Regions from separate parts of the Sus scrofa genome. Here region 2 is linked to region 1. The links are chromatin contacts, called in public HiChIP or PLAC-seq maps. All regions are on one chromosome and are shown on one strand. The core of a region is the stretch at or near the end of the contact, and the rest is flanking DNA. Distances in the headings are between cores, read along the strand shown.

Evidence for each region. HiChIP or PLAC-seq counts read pairs in DNA pulled down with a chosen protein or histone mark.
Region 2: a contact with region 1 is called in an H3K27ac HiChIP or PLAC-seq map of alveolar macrophages. The contact joins the promoter of CRYBB1 here to the promoter of HPS4 in region 1. A contact is called at or near these places in 1 of 5 promoter capture datasets (fetal skeletal muscle) and 1 of 2 datasets of contacts at active chromatin or transcription factors (alveolar macrophages).

Annotation. Positions count from the first base shown.
Region 1 is chr14:44,069,006-44,075,608 of Sscrofa11.1, forward strand. HPS4 (HPS4, biogenesis of lysosomal organelles complex 3 subunit 2) reads right to left here and starts at 2,672. Exons shown (of 13, transcript NM_001098589.1): 1 at 2,357-2,672; 2 at 378-468. The coding sequence starts at 2,397. SRRD (SRR1-like protein) reads left to right here and starts at 4,557. Exons shown (of 8, transcript XM_005670776.3): 1 at 4,557-4,831. The coding sequence starts at 4,662.
Region 2 is chr14:44,203,406-44,210,008 of Sscrofa11.1, forward strand. It overlaps CRYBB1 (crystallin beta B1), which reads right to left and starts at 2,652. Exons shown (of 5, transcript NM_001078681.1): 1 at 2,482-2,652; 2 at 598-716. The coding sequence starts at 2,652.

The sequences.
Region 1 (6,603 bases), core at 1,422-3,921:
GACAGAAAATCTTTACAGTAACAAGAACTAGAGAAAGCGAAGTTCTGGGGTGCCTGGGCACCTCAACACCATGACAATAACAAATAGGACAATTGGGAACAAGAGAGTATGGAGTTCCAAGACGGCACAGCAGGTTAAGGACCCTGCATTGTCACTGCTGTGGCATGGGATTGATCCCTGGCCTGGGAACTTCTGTATGCCTTGGGCACAGACCAAAAAAAAAAAAAAAAAAAAAAAAAAATAAGAGAGTAGAAGTGGCAAATGCCTGGATTATGCAAAGAGAACTGTCCAGATGGAAACCTTCCATAGACCTTTGAAAAGTCACCACTTGAAGACAGTGGGATCCCCAGGGAACAAGAAGATGCCGTGTAGCTTACCTGAGAGGGATAAAAGTAACAGATGCCGGCTCTGGTTGGATCTCCTTCTCCCTTCACCTTGGAACCATCATAAAGGAAAAAATAATTCCACCTGGCAAGAGAACAAAAGGGAGCTGTGTTTCCTTCCATCCCGTGAGCAAGGCCTTGTAAACACAGCTTCCTGCTGCCCAGCCAGAGAGGGGCTCATTTCTCAGTATTTGAAAAGCCTTCTTATAGCCCCAGGAGAAAGAACCCAGGAGCTACAGAGAGATAAAACCGTTTCATGAGGGCTGTCAAGTCAAACTAAAAATATGCCTCTATCCAGCCCCCAAAGACAGAGGAGCAGCTAAGGAAAGCCTGGGTGCCCGAAATGACACCTCTGACTTGAGATGCTGAACCTTAACTCTATTACCATGTGGTTTGGTAAAGTGTCTTTTAAGGCTCTGATAACAAAGTAAGTTAGGAATGTCTTAGTGCCCTCATGACTGCTGGGCACGATCTCTGGAAATAGTCCGTTTACCAGGAATTCATTTAACACATATTTGCCAAGGGCCTGTGGTGTGTGCTACATTTGCCAGGCCAGCCTTGGGTCGTGGCGAGCAAAGGAGACGGGAAACGTAGTCTTCACTCAGGATGGTGAGTCTATGACAGGAAAAGTGGGGGTGTCTGAGAGTTTCCAAAGAGGCACCACACCCCTCTCTGCCTGTCAAAACCTCACTGGTCCTTTAATGCGATCCCTCATCCAACTTCTGATCCCCTTCCAGCACCCCCACCCCAGAAGCTCTCTTCTCAATTTCCATAACCCTCTACTCTTCCCTGAAGACTCAGGGTCTACTCAGGGGTATAATTACCTCTTTCAGACCACAAAGCAAACTCCCCAGGCAGGACCTGGGATTTAACTCTCAATCTATGAAAGCACACGTCAGGCCAGAGCATATGACTGCTCTGTCTCACCTGCTCTTCTCCCCTGGACCATGCCCTCCCCCTACCACCCTCCTTGGCTCCCACCTTATCTTCCTGATGACAGGCACTAACTGTTTCTAGCAGAGCCCACTTAAGAATCTTGAGTCCTAAGCCCAGTGTGCAACTGGCCTCAGGGTAACTGCAGATCAAAGAGCCTCAAAAATGTTTCAAGCCCAACTCAGAAACCACTGCTGGGTGGTGCACATTTTGTAACGTATAGAAATATCAAATCACTGATTTGGGCATCAGGAACTAACATAGCTTTATAGGTCAATTGTACCTCAAACAAACAAACTTAGAAAAAGAGATCCGATTATTTGAACTTATCAGAGGCAGGGGGTAGGGGAAGGCAGAATCGGACGAAGGCAATCAGAAGGTACAGTCTTTTAGTTAGAAAGGGTGAAAGCGCCCCCACTCTTCACGGCTCACAAAACAACTTGCGTGTCATTTCAAACTGCACACATATAATCCGTCACTACATCCTGCCCATTCTATTGAAACCAAGCCTCTCTCTTTCATCTCCCTGATTAATGTTTGCTGAACCAAATTATGACAGGATTAGCCCACTTGGGTTTGAGAAGGGAACTGAGTTTCGGGCAGACGTTGTGTAATACCCTTCAAGAGCCAGTCTGGCCAAACCCCTTCTCCTGGGGTAATTCTGCACTGCAACCGTTTCTTGTCTCTCAAAAGTGAAGAGTCCTGTGCCCACAGTATTATCAAAGCCCGCTGTAGGATCCAGCCACAGCTGTCTTTTCTACAATCTACCAGCCATGCTGGACTCATCCAAACCCTGCAAGAGGCTCATGTGGTTACAACACATCAGCTTTGAAGAGAAATGGCCCCACACTTGATTTCGCTGCTCTGAGGAAAAAGAATCTTCCCCTCCCCTGCACTTAATAAGATCAAGGGGCTACTTAAAAAAAAAAAAAAAAAAAAAAAAAAAAGTCAGGGAAATCTGCCTGAGAATTTTCAGTTACACCCAAATATCCATTCAGCAGTCTTTCAGGAACTAGAGCACCGAGGGCCTTGCTACTCACCAGGAGGCTGACTTTGTCTCTGGTAAAGTGGAGGTGGCCATTTATTCTCCGGTGGCCTTCATTCTCTTTATCTGGGTTTTCTTGTCCAGTCTAGCTTCTTTCTCCCCAGTAGTGACAGTTCCTGTGTCCCCAATCCAGCAAATCCAGACGTGGGAAGCTTTAAGTATTTCCAGTCACAACGGTCACCTGTTTAGTTTTCACTCAGCATGAAAATACTGCTTCCCTTCCTTGTAGGCCCTTCAGTCCCATTAATACCTCCACGCCTCTCAGAACTCTGGGAAGGAATATAATAAAGCAAGAGAATTCTACCAGAAAAGTCAAATCCACCAATCGGATTCAAATCCATCAGCTCTCTGCCCTCTGCAGAACAACCCCTTCAGAGAGTTTCTCGCCCAGGAAGGCTGACAGAGGAGATGCATGCTGAGGGCAGTGCTCTAAAGCAACCTCTAGCTTGTCTGGTTCAAAGCCATTCTGAAGGTTGTTTTTAAAAAGTGTTGAAGCTTCCCGTTTAAACATCCGTGTCTTGGCCCTAAAATAAACACAAGGAATAGATTATTTCAGAATCCCATGAGTGAGCATGTGACCCAGCAGGGTGAAGCAAATGCTTTTCTTCAAAAGAGCTTTCCAGAAAGTTGAAAAGTATGTTTCAAAATACAAAAGAGAGGGGAGCAGGCCTTCCGAGTAAGTCCTGTAGCTACTTGAGCAGTATGTCACACAAAAGATAAGTAACTGGTGTGAAAAAGCTCTGGGTATAAAGGACAGTTATACAAATAAGGTGGTTGCTGTAGTAATAATGGGACTCAAATTAAGGAACTGTCATCTTGACAGCCCCCAAAATAATCTGAACATGTAGAATCCCAGAGCTGAGCAAGTTTCTAAAAGACAATAAAGAGAAAATTTACCAAGTGGCTTTCAGACTCCCACAAGAGGCAAGAGAACTCAAAGCATCATGAAATTTCAGACTCATAAGGCACACTGCCATCTCTTACTCTAATCTTTCTCTCTTGGACTCCTCTTCAAAAACTACCTTGCCAGTCTCTGGCTTACTCCCTCCAGAGACAGGCAGTTCACAGTATTAAATCTATCCTCCCACCAAGCTGAAATTGCACACACATCCCCCCACTAACCTCCACACACTGGTCTGGAAAACACTTTCCAGGAAAACAAGGTCTAATCTTTCCACAAGACAACCCTCTGGTCACTTCAAAACTGTGTCCCTTCTATCACTTTCTCCAAGCTTAATCTCCCCAGCGTCAAGGTTTCAAATGCTTTTTCACCATCTGTCATCTTCCTAGGAACACAATAGGAGTTTTTTGGTAGGTTAAGGATCCGGCATTGCCATGAGCTGTGGAGTAGGTCACAGACGTGGCTGGGATCTGTTTCTGTGGCTGAGGTGTAGGCTGGCAACTGTAGGTCTGATTGGACCCCCAGCCTGGGAACCTCCATGTGCCGCGAGTGCGGCCCTAAAAAAAAAAGGCAAAAAAAACCTCCTTTGGTAGAGAGAAGACCCTAGGGAGGACATCACTGTATTTTGATGGCTGTAAGCTCTCTATGCCTTGGGGTGGGCCTCCACAGGGACACAATCATGGTACCTTGAAGCATATTCCGATGCCTGTGGAGGCGGCATCTAAGCCCGCTGATCCAAGGACTGCAGCCTGAAACCTCCATCCCTTGTTGTCAGAGTACTGGGTCCTACACTGCCAAGTTCCTCTCGCTTATTTTTGAAAGGTCCAGAAGTTGGTAATGGTCCTGGGATAGGGCAGGTATTGGGATGTGGCCAGAGAAGCTCTGACTTGGGCAGTAGCAGTAGGAAAGACCGGGAGAGTCAAGGCGTGGCCTGCAAAGCTTAGGGGATGGTGGGGATGGTGTAGGAAATGGCCCCAGTAGGCCAGCAGAGCAGGAAACGGAGCGCTAATGACTGCGAAGGTCCAAGAAGCGATCGGCAACCACCGACTGCACTGGGAAGTGTCTGGCCTCAGCTCCATAAGGCTGGAATTGGTGGGCAAAGGCTCGGGGCCAGAGGGTGTCAATTGGTCCCCGGTCACAGCGCGGAGGGGCCTCCCTTCGGTGTCCCCGCGCCGCCCGGCACCGCCCACCCGCCGGAGTAGCCAGGCAGCCCGGGAATCGGGGTTAGGGACCAGGGACCCGGGACCCGGAGGCTTCAGAGACTCCTGCTCGGTACCTACGCGCGCCGTGGTGAAGTCCCAGGGTCACGAGCCACCTGCGCCCACCACCCGCTAAAGTTCCCGCGGAGCTGGCGCGCGCTGATGACGTAGGGCCAAGCGCGCCGCTGGAGTCAGAGCCAATGGCGGCGGCGGCGGCGGCTCTGGAATCCTGGCAGGAGGCATCTCCCCGGAGAAGGCGCTCCGCAACTCGGCGTCCGCGGCGGAGAGTAGCGGCGGCTGTAGCCCGAAGCCTAAGAGCGGATCCAGAGGTGGACAGCGGAGTCGTGCTTCGTCGCATCCGGGAGGCCGGGTGAGTACGAGCTCGGTCCTGGGTCCGAACCTTCACGCCTTTGGAGCCCTCCCCAAGTCCCAGTCTGAGGATTGTGGTAGGATTTAACGGAGGTGGAGTTCTTTACAGACTGAAGCATACATAGTAAGCGCTCAATAGTTTGTCATTCCTCTTAGTGCAATTGCAGCTGCGTGCCTTCGGGCAAGGTATGCAAGCTTTGTGCCTCAGTTTTCTCATCTGTGAGATGGGCAAGAAAATAGTACCTATATAGGCTTGTTTTGAGGATTCAGTAAACTAGTGAATCATTCCCAACAGTATCTGGCGCGTGGTAAAAGCAGTGCCAGCGTTTGGTATTAATATTGTGCCAATATTGGTTATTAGTGGTTCAGGGTCAGGCAACCTGAACACCTGATTTTCATCTTCTTGATAATGATCATTCGTTAATTGAGGAGCTACTGTGTGCCTGGCACTGGCTTAAGTAAGTCCTCTGGACACTTTATATGAGCAGCTCAGCGATGGGAGGATCCTGGTGGGGAGCCCAGTCTCAAAGACTCATAGATAACCAGATTTCAAACCCATGTCTTTGGTAACTCCAAAGTTTGTGCTTTAAAGCTCTGCCTTATTCTGGTTTATCCCACTCTTCCACCGCTCCATTTCTTGCTGTGCACCTTAGGTAGTATTGGGGAGGAAAAATTTTTCTTCTACCCTCCTAGGTTCTTTTGGCTGGCCTAATAATCAGACTGACCCAAAACAGATTAACAGGAGGGAAAAACTAATTAGGAATGTACAGGAATCCCATAATAATATTACACTTCAAAAGTGGCCTAAGCAGGTGGCTTTTATACTTTTTAGACAAAGGAACAATTGTCTGTGACAAAATAAAGGAGCTTCGTCTTGGGGTAGCAAATTAATGAACCAAGGGAATTTTTTGTATACTTGAATTATCATATGAAGGATATTTTCATATGGGAGATTTATTTCCAGCTTTCAGGGGAGCAAAGGATAGTCACCTGTTTCTTGCACTGGATATTTTACTTCTCAAGTAACTATAATTCCAAATAATCAACATGCCAGAGTGCATATTTGGGGACAGCCTGCCCCAAATCCCATCAATAGCACACTTAGAACAGTGCTTGACACCAAGGAAGCACTCAGTAAATTTTAACTACTTTAGTTATTCAGCATTATTGTCTTTATTTGCAGTCCTTTAAGGACTCGATAAATAACAGAATTTGTTAATGCCTTTTCATATCGACAGCTGAAGGACCATCACAACTGAGAAAAATCTAGACTAATTTTATGTGTGTCCCCACCCCCACTCCCCTAGATAGGGCAGAGAGCCAGGGGTGACTAAGCCTGAGAAAAAAGCAGCAGCACCTTCTTCTAGGATACCAGGAGATGCCAATGAGAATGAGTGTGCTTAGGAGCTGGGAGATCTCTTAAGGCACATTCCATGTACCCTGATGTTGTTATTCCTCCTCAGCTGCTTCAGTATCCCCCAGGATTTCCCTACTTCTCCATGTACCTCAGGTGTGGTGCAGTCCCCACTCCCTGAGTAGAGTGCGGTACTTTACAGGCCGTTTCCTGTGCACTCACTCACCAGGTTACAAAGCACTCTCTGCACATTACAGCCCCCCTTTACGGTCTCTGTGCAACATGAGGCAGCGGCTTCAGTTCTGTCTCCTCTCTGAGCCCCCTGGACACTGGCTTGTCAGTTCAAGTCCAGTTGATTTGGTTTTTTACAGATTTTTTTTTCTTGTGATAATAGCTTAAGATTTCACTTAGCAACTTTC
Region 2 (6,603 bases), core at 1,402-3,901, 130 kb after region 1:
CATACGGCATTGTGCAATCATCTAGGTAAAGCCCTCAGTTAGCGCCTGGTACCTAATGGTACTCAGCATATGCTTATTATTACCTTAAGGCTGCTTGAAGCCCGGGAGAGGGGACACCTAATGGAAACCTGGCTCTCTGGCCTCCTTCTGCCATGAGTGACAGGAGGGGCTCCTTCTATAGCAGAAACAACATTTCACTGGAGCCTAGAATCATGATTTACTGTTGGCGTGACTTTATGCTAATCAAATCACCTCTCTGAACCTCAGTTTCATCACCTGTAAAATGGGAAGGAGAATAATGCCTCTCTTTCTTTTCTCTTGGGTTTGAAACAAGTACTGGAAAGAAGGTACAGTTGGCCCCCCTATCCATGGATTCAGCATCCATGGATACAGAGGTCCAGCTGTACTACGTGCACAATCTTATACAAGGAACTTGAACATCCATGGAATTATATCAAGAGATGACTGCATGTGTCTCTGCTAGCACAGTGACAGACACAGGGTGGGGCAGGTGGCCAGTAAATGGCAGCTACTGTTGTTTGGTCATGATTATTTTACCATGACCTTGTAATGCCCCCTTCTCCACCCAATACTCACGGTCCTGAGGTGACAATGATGCTGCGCACTCGGTCAAAGCCCCGGTCTCCCAGGTTCAAGCACTCCCCGGAGAATTCCACCCGCCGGCCCTGGAAGTTCTCTTGCTCAAAGACCACCAGCTGCAGGAGAGACGCCCCCATGCAGAGGGGGCAAAGTGAGGGGGAAGTACCACCAAACTGGAGAGGCTCCATGCCAAATATGCTTTAAGCCTATACGTAGATAAAAGCAGGCTATGCCCAGATCACATGGGAGCTTGCCATGAGCCAAGGTCTATGACATGACCCTGTCCTGCCTTCCCTCCACTTCTGAACTTCGTATCTGTACCATCCTTAGGAACTGATGGATCTTTCTTCCAGACCTTTATCCATGCTGTTCCTCCTGCCTGGAATGCCCGCTCCATCACACAGCCCCATCCTGGAGCTCATGTCCTCTGCCTTGTTCTAGGTTCAGACATCACCTCCTCCAGGAAGTCTTCCCTGATACCATCTCCTCAGGTGAGCTTGGTCAAGTGCCCGCCCTCACTGGGCTCATCCCATCAGCAGCACAAGTAATATACTACACAGTCAGTGCTGCTTTGCTGCTGGGTCTCTCTATGCACCCCTCTCCCCTTCACTTGGCCCCTCCAAAAAAAGACCAATGGGCTGGATCCAGTTCTGTATCTCCCAGGTCCATTTCCTGCCACAGAGCTGATGCTGGTGCCAGTCTACCCACCAAACCATAGGGGAAGCCAGAAGCAGGTGCCCCTGTATAAACATGGGCTCGCTCCCTCCTCTCACTAAGCATCAAATTTTGGGTTTTACTCGCCTTTTGTCCCAAGTTGGGAAAATTTTGCCATTCACTTGAACAGAGCCAAGTGCTGGCCTTCTCTGAGCCTGTTTCCCAGCTGTAAAAGGCAGGGAGGGTCACATACCCAGGCTTTTCACTCCTACACCTATCCGCCCAAGAGAAACTCCTTGGTGTGCCCGGAAACACAGCAAAGCTAGCACCCACCCAGATGAGCATCAGGAGGGATGGTCACACTTTGAAACATCGCACAGCGACCCAAACCAATGACCACAGCAGTGCTCAACGGTATGAATGACTATTAGAAATCTCATAGGGAGTAAAAAGAAAAACAATGACATACAGTGTATTTCAGTAAGTTAAAAACAAAGTATAAACACATACCTTTACAGGAACACTGCATCAGAGTACACAAAAAAGCAAGCAAGCAGATGATGGAACGATGGACTGGCGTGAGGATGGCAGTTGCCTCCAGTAGGGGAGGAGGGTGATGGGCTCACAGGGGCGGGGTGGGGTGGGGAGTGGAGTGGTGGGGATGGGGGTGGGGGTAGAGTTGGGGGGTGGGAGGCACTTTGGATTTAGTGAATGTTTACCAAATCCTGGCTTTTCATATATAAGTGGTGGGTTTGCAGGTGCATGTTGTATTATTAAAAATTAAATAGAAATGAACCCATTAGTTAAACGACTACATAATTAAAAGCTGGCCATGTGTGGACCGCACGCGAGCGTGTCATGAACCAAGGGTGGTGCAATGACCCAGTTCTGTGTCCCCGAGGTTGAAACCCAACCTAACCCAATCCCAGGGGACTGGATGCCTTGCTTTCCAGGCGCATTTTCAGCCTGACCAACCGCTGGGAACACCTTTCAGGAGCATCTGAGGCTGTCCCTCTGCCTTAGAAAACCTGTCGGGACAGGCATTACCTACTGCTAAACCAGCCCGCTTTCTTGCTTTCTTTTCTCCTGTTTCTTGCTTGACAAACTCCCCAGCAGGTGCAAGCCGGGTGGGCAGACCGGCTGGAGAGGGCGGGGAAGAGGGGGAGGGAAAGGGAGGAGAGAGAGGAAGCACGCGGGTGGAGCCCAGTCCCTGGCCCAGGTCCGCACCTTGTAGCTCCCGGGAGGCAGGTCCCCTTTGGCAGCGGGCATTGGCTGGGCTGGAGCCTGGGCGGGGCCGGAGCCCGGGGCTGGTCCGGGGGGCGGGGCCCCCTTCCCCTTCCCATCAGGCCCTGGGTTCACCGCAGCTGTGGCCGAGGCCTTGACCGCAGGCTGAGACATGGTTCCCACCTGCAAAAATCTGTGAAGAAACCTTCGGCCTGGGTTCACTCAGGGGCGGCACCCTCAAGCTGCCTCCTGGCTCGCATCCCCCATCCCCCGGTATATTCAGGCTTTTTTGAATTCTTGTCCCCTCTTCTTCGAAAGCCTTGAGGTTTTCTGTCCCGATAGTTAAGGGTTTCCTGGCTGGGAACCACTCTTTCCGCGTTATGCCTTCTTTCGGGCTAATGACTTTGACATGCTTCCATCAGCCCTGTCCGCCCTTCTACCTTGCGTCCCCCTGCTACGTCTTTGCTTTGCCCCCTGGAGTCACTCTCCATGCTTCATACCATTTATCACACTTCTTGTGTATGTGATAAATGGGCAACTTCATTTTGCCTCAGCAGATTCATAACAAGAAGCACCATTTGGGAGAGTCCACATTCATGAACAAATGCATCTGTCCCTCACCATGAACTCATGAAGGAGCAGCTAGATTATCTCCTCTGAGCAACCTGAGGCTCAGAGAGGGGAGGTGACCTGCCCAAGTCCACACAGCTCCTAAGTGGTAGGACTCCAATGTCTTTCTATTTTTTTTTTTTCTTCTTTTCTTTCTTTTTTTTTTCTTCTTTTCTTTCTTTCTTTCTTTCTTTTTTTTTAAGAGCTGCACTGGCAGCATATGGAAGTTCCCAGGCTTCAGAGCTGTAGCTGCCGGCCTACACCATGGCCATAGTAACACGAGATCTGAGCCGTGTGTATGACCTACAGCAGCTCACAGGAATGCAGGATCCCTGAGCAAAGCCAGGGCTTGAAACCTGAGTCCTCATGGATACTAGTCGGGTTTGTTACTGCCACAGTGGCAGTGCAACGGGGACTCTGCAGGACTCCTATTTCAACTCAAGCAGACAAACCCAGCAACCAGGCTTTGCCAGATCCTTATTCTGACTTATTCATCCTTCCATCTCCAGCACCTGGCTCAGCACTGGGCACATGGAGATGCTCAACTAACATTTGTTCAAGAGATTGAATGAATGTACGTTCCTCTCTCCCATCCTGGTTAAACTGCCACCTCTGGCACTGTCTGGGGATGAGTAGGGTGGGGGGTGGGCAGACACAGGCCTGGGACTGGGGTGGAAAGGAGGACAGTTTAGTGTGGGTCCGGGTTCTAAAAGGAGGGATGTGGCTGTGTAGGCGTTGGGTGGAGAGGGCTTTGGTCAATTCCAGTGGCTCCTTGTTATCTTGGAGTCATGGACACTTTGAGTGTTGGAAGAACTCCTTGTCCTGGTCCCAAGGGGAAAAACGTCCTCTTTAATTTTGGAGACAGTTACCAGGGAGTCCAAGACCCTCTGGCAGCAGATTCCAGAACACTTTCTGTTAGGAAGAGCTGCTTGGGGCAAGCAGATCCCTGCCCTGACAAAGGCTGTTGTGACCCTGGGTTGCCTTGCCCACCATGGGCAGGCCAGACATCTGGGCCACATCCGTGGCTTCCAGGCTCTTACTTATCCCACATCCCTGGAAGTCAGTCTGTGACTCAACGTTCCCCTGGGTGGGTAGCTGGGTTCCTTCCTGGAGATGCGGTTAATTCCATCAATATCCTCTCTCTCTCAACATCCCCTCCTCATTTCTCTCCCCCCCCTCCGCCCCCGCCTTTCTTTCTTTTTTTTTTTTGAGGGGGGTGTGCCACACCTAGGCCTATGAAAGTTCCCAGGCCAGGGATTGAACCAGAGCCATCACAGCGACCTGAGCTGCTACAGTGACAACACTGGATCCTTAACCTACTGCTCCACTGGGGAACTCCCTCCCTGCCTTTATTTCTGTCTACTTCTCTCTGTGCCTACCCTTCTGCCTCCCAGTACCTCCCAGTACCTCTGCATCTCTCTCTCTCTCTGTTCTTTATCTTTCTTCTCTCTCTTTTCCTCCCTTCCTCCCTCTGCCTGTCTCTATTTTTATCTTTTCTTCTCTGTCTGCCTTTCTCCTGATAACCTGTCTCTCTGACTCCCTTCTGTCTCTGATGTCTCTGCCTCCCCTCTCCTCTCCCCTCCCCCGGGGCTCTTACAGCAGTGGGTCCCCTCTTACCTGGGGACCTGCTACTTCCTGCTGGAGGACAGGCAGGCGGGCAGGCTGGTGCATTGGGTGACTAGGGGCCGACCCCCCATTTTATAGTCTGGCAGACACCAAACCCTGTGGTCTGTGGCACAAAAGGGGAGCTGGCTCAGCAGGCCCCAGGCAGGGAGTAGGGGCCCCCCAAGCCCCAACCCAGCCAGGTTATTGCAGAGAGCAGCACTTTCCATTGTGGGCCCAGCATGCACAGCAGAAACCCTGGCCAGCAGCCACCTCGCCTGGCCTCTGCCTGGCCCCTATCCTGACGTTATGCTCTCAAACCCTGACCGGGGATGGGCCCATGGGGTCAGGGAAAGGGGGAACCCTCCGAAGGTAGGAGATCCAGGTTTGATTCCAGGCCCAGCCGCTGTGCGCTGTGTGGCTTTTGGCAAGTCTCTACCGAAAGAGACCTCCGCATCTGCAGTTACAAGTGGCACAGGTGTCCCTATGGGATATGGCAAAGAAAGGGACCACGAGCAGCTCCAAATACATTACCCTCGCCAGCTGGGTCAATTCCCAGGACAACCCCCCCCCCCTTATTTGGTCCTTTCCTTATACGCATTTGGCAGATGAGCAAAACCGGGTACAGAGAGGTCAGAGCCAGGAACCCAGGCAGGAGGGTTCAGGTGCCTCTATATTTTGTCCTCACGCTCTTGTGGCTGGCCTGACTTCCTGCTTTTAGCTCTAGTGGGAGGGATGGGGGACAGGGAATCCCTCTGTGCCCAGGTGGGCTGAACATTCAAGGCCCATGTCCTGTTCCTCTGCCCACATTTGCCCCCCCCACCCCCCAAACACATACACTTTCCTGACCTGCTTGTAGCCCCTCCCACCATTACCTGACGCCAAGGACGGAGCTGGTGGCCAAGAATATGACTGCCTGCCTCAGAGCTGCATCTGGGAAGCCCCCGGGCCAGCATTTCTTGTTACCATGCGGCTCTGGCACCAGCTAGGTCCTGGCACAGGACATGTCCTTAACCAGTCTGGAAGGACTAGGTGGTCACTTGAAGGGAGCTCGATGGAAAGCGAGGCACAGGGCAGCTGGGGGAACTGGGGTGGGAGAGAGAACTCAGGAGGCAGAGTGACAGGATAAGAGAGATGATGGAGATGGAAATGCAGAGGGGAGACGGACAGACAGACAGACAGAGATGGACATCAAATAGGATCAGAACCATGGAACAAATGCCAGAAGTCATGTGATCCAGTCCCCTCATTTCACAAATGGAGAAACTGAGGCCCTGGCAGAACAAATGACCTCAACAAGGTCATGCAGGGTGAACTTGCAGTAGAGCCAGGGCTGGGGGGACTCAGGGGTGCTCCTGGGCCAGGCTGGCCTGCAGGCTGACCCCAGAGCCCCAACTGGTGGTGGTGGTGGTGATAAGGATTCTGCTAAGGTCCTTGCTTCTTCTGTGGGGCGGGGGCGGGGGGCAGAGTCCATGGAGCCCAGCCCCACCTTGAGATCACCGTGGCCTGGGGCCAGCTCTGCCTTCTGCTCCTCCACCCCCATGACGCACCCCCTCACTTCTCAAGCCTCCCCTTCAGCCTTTCATCCTGGGCCAAGGCCTGGGACGGGGCCAGCAACCGCAGGATGGGACAGCCACTGGAGCAGGGACCAAGATGCCTGTGGTGAGGGGCCACCCACAGGTCTGGGTTTCAAGGCCAAGACGTCTGGGGCGGTTCCATGCCCCCTGAGGCAATGGGCTACCAGCCAAACGGTGCCCCTCCCCCCGCCCCCGAGGTGGGGGACAGCCCTGTCTCCCGGGCTGGGTGGCTCCACTCTGAGCTTTTGACTGGCTCAGCTTCTGTAATCCTCATTACGACAGCAGGGGTTCGGGGATGAATTGTCTTTGCAGATGAGAAAACTGAGGCAGATCCCCT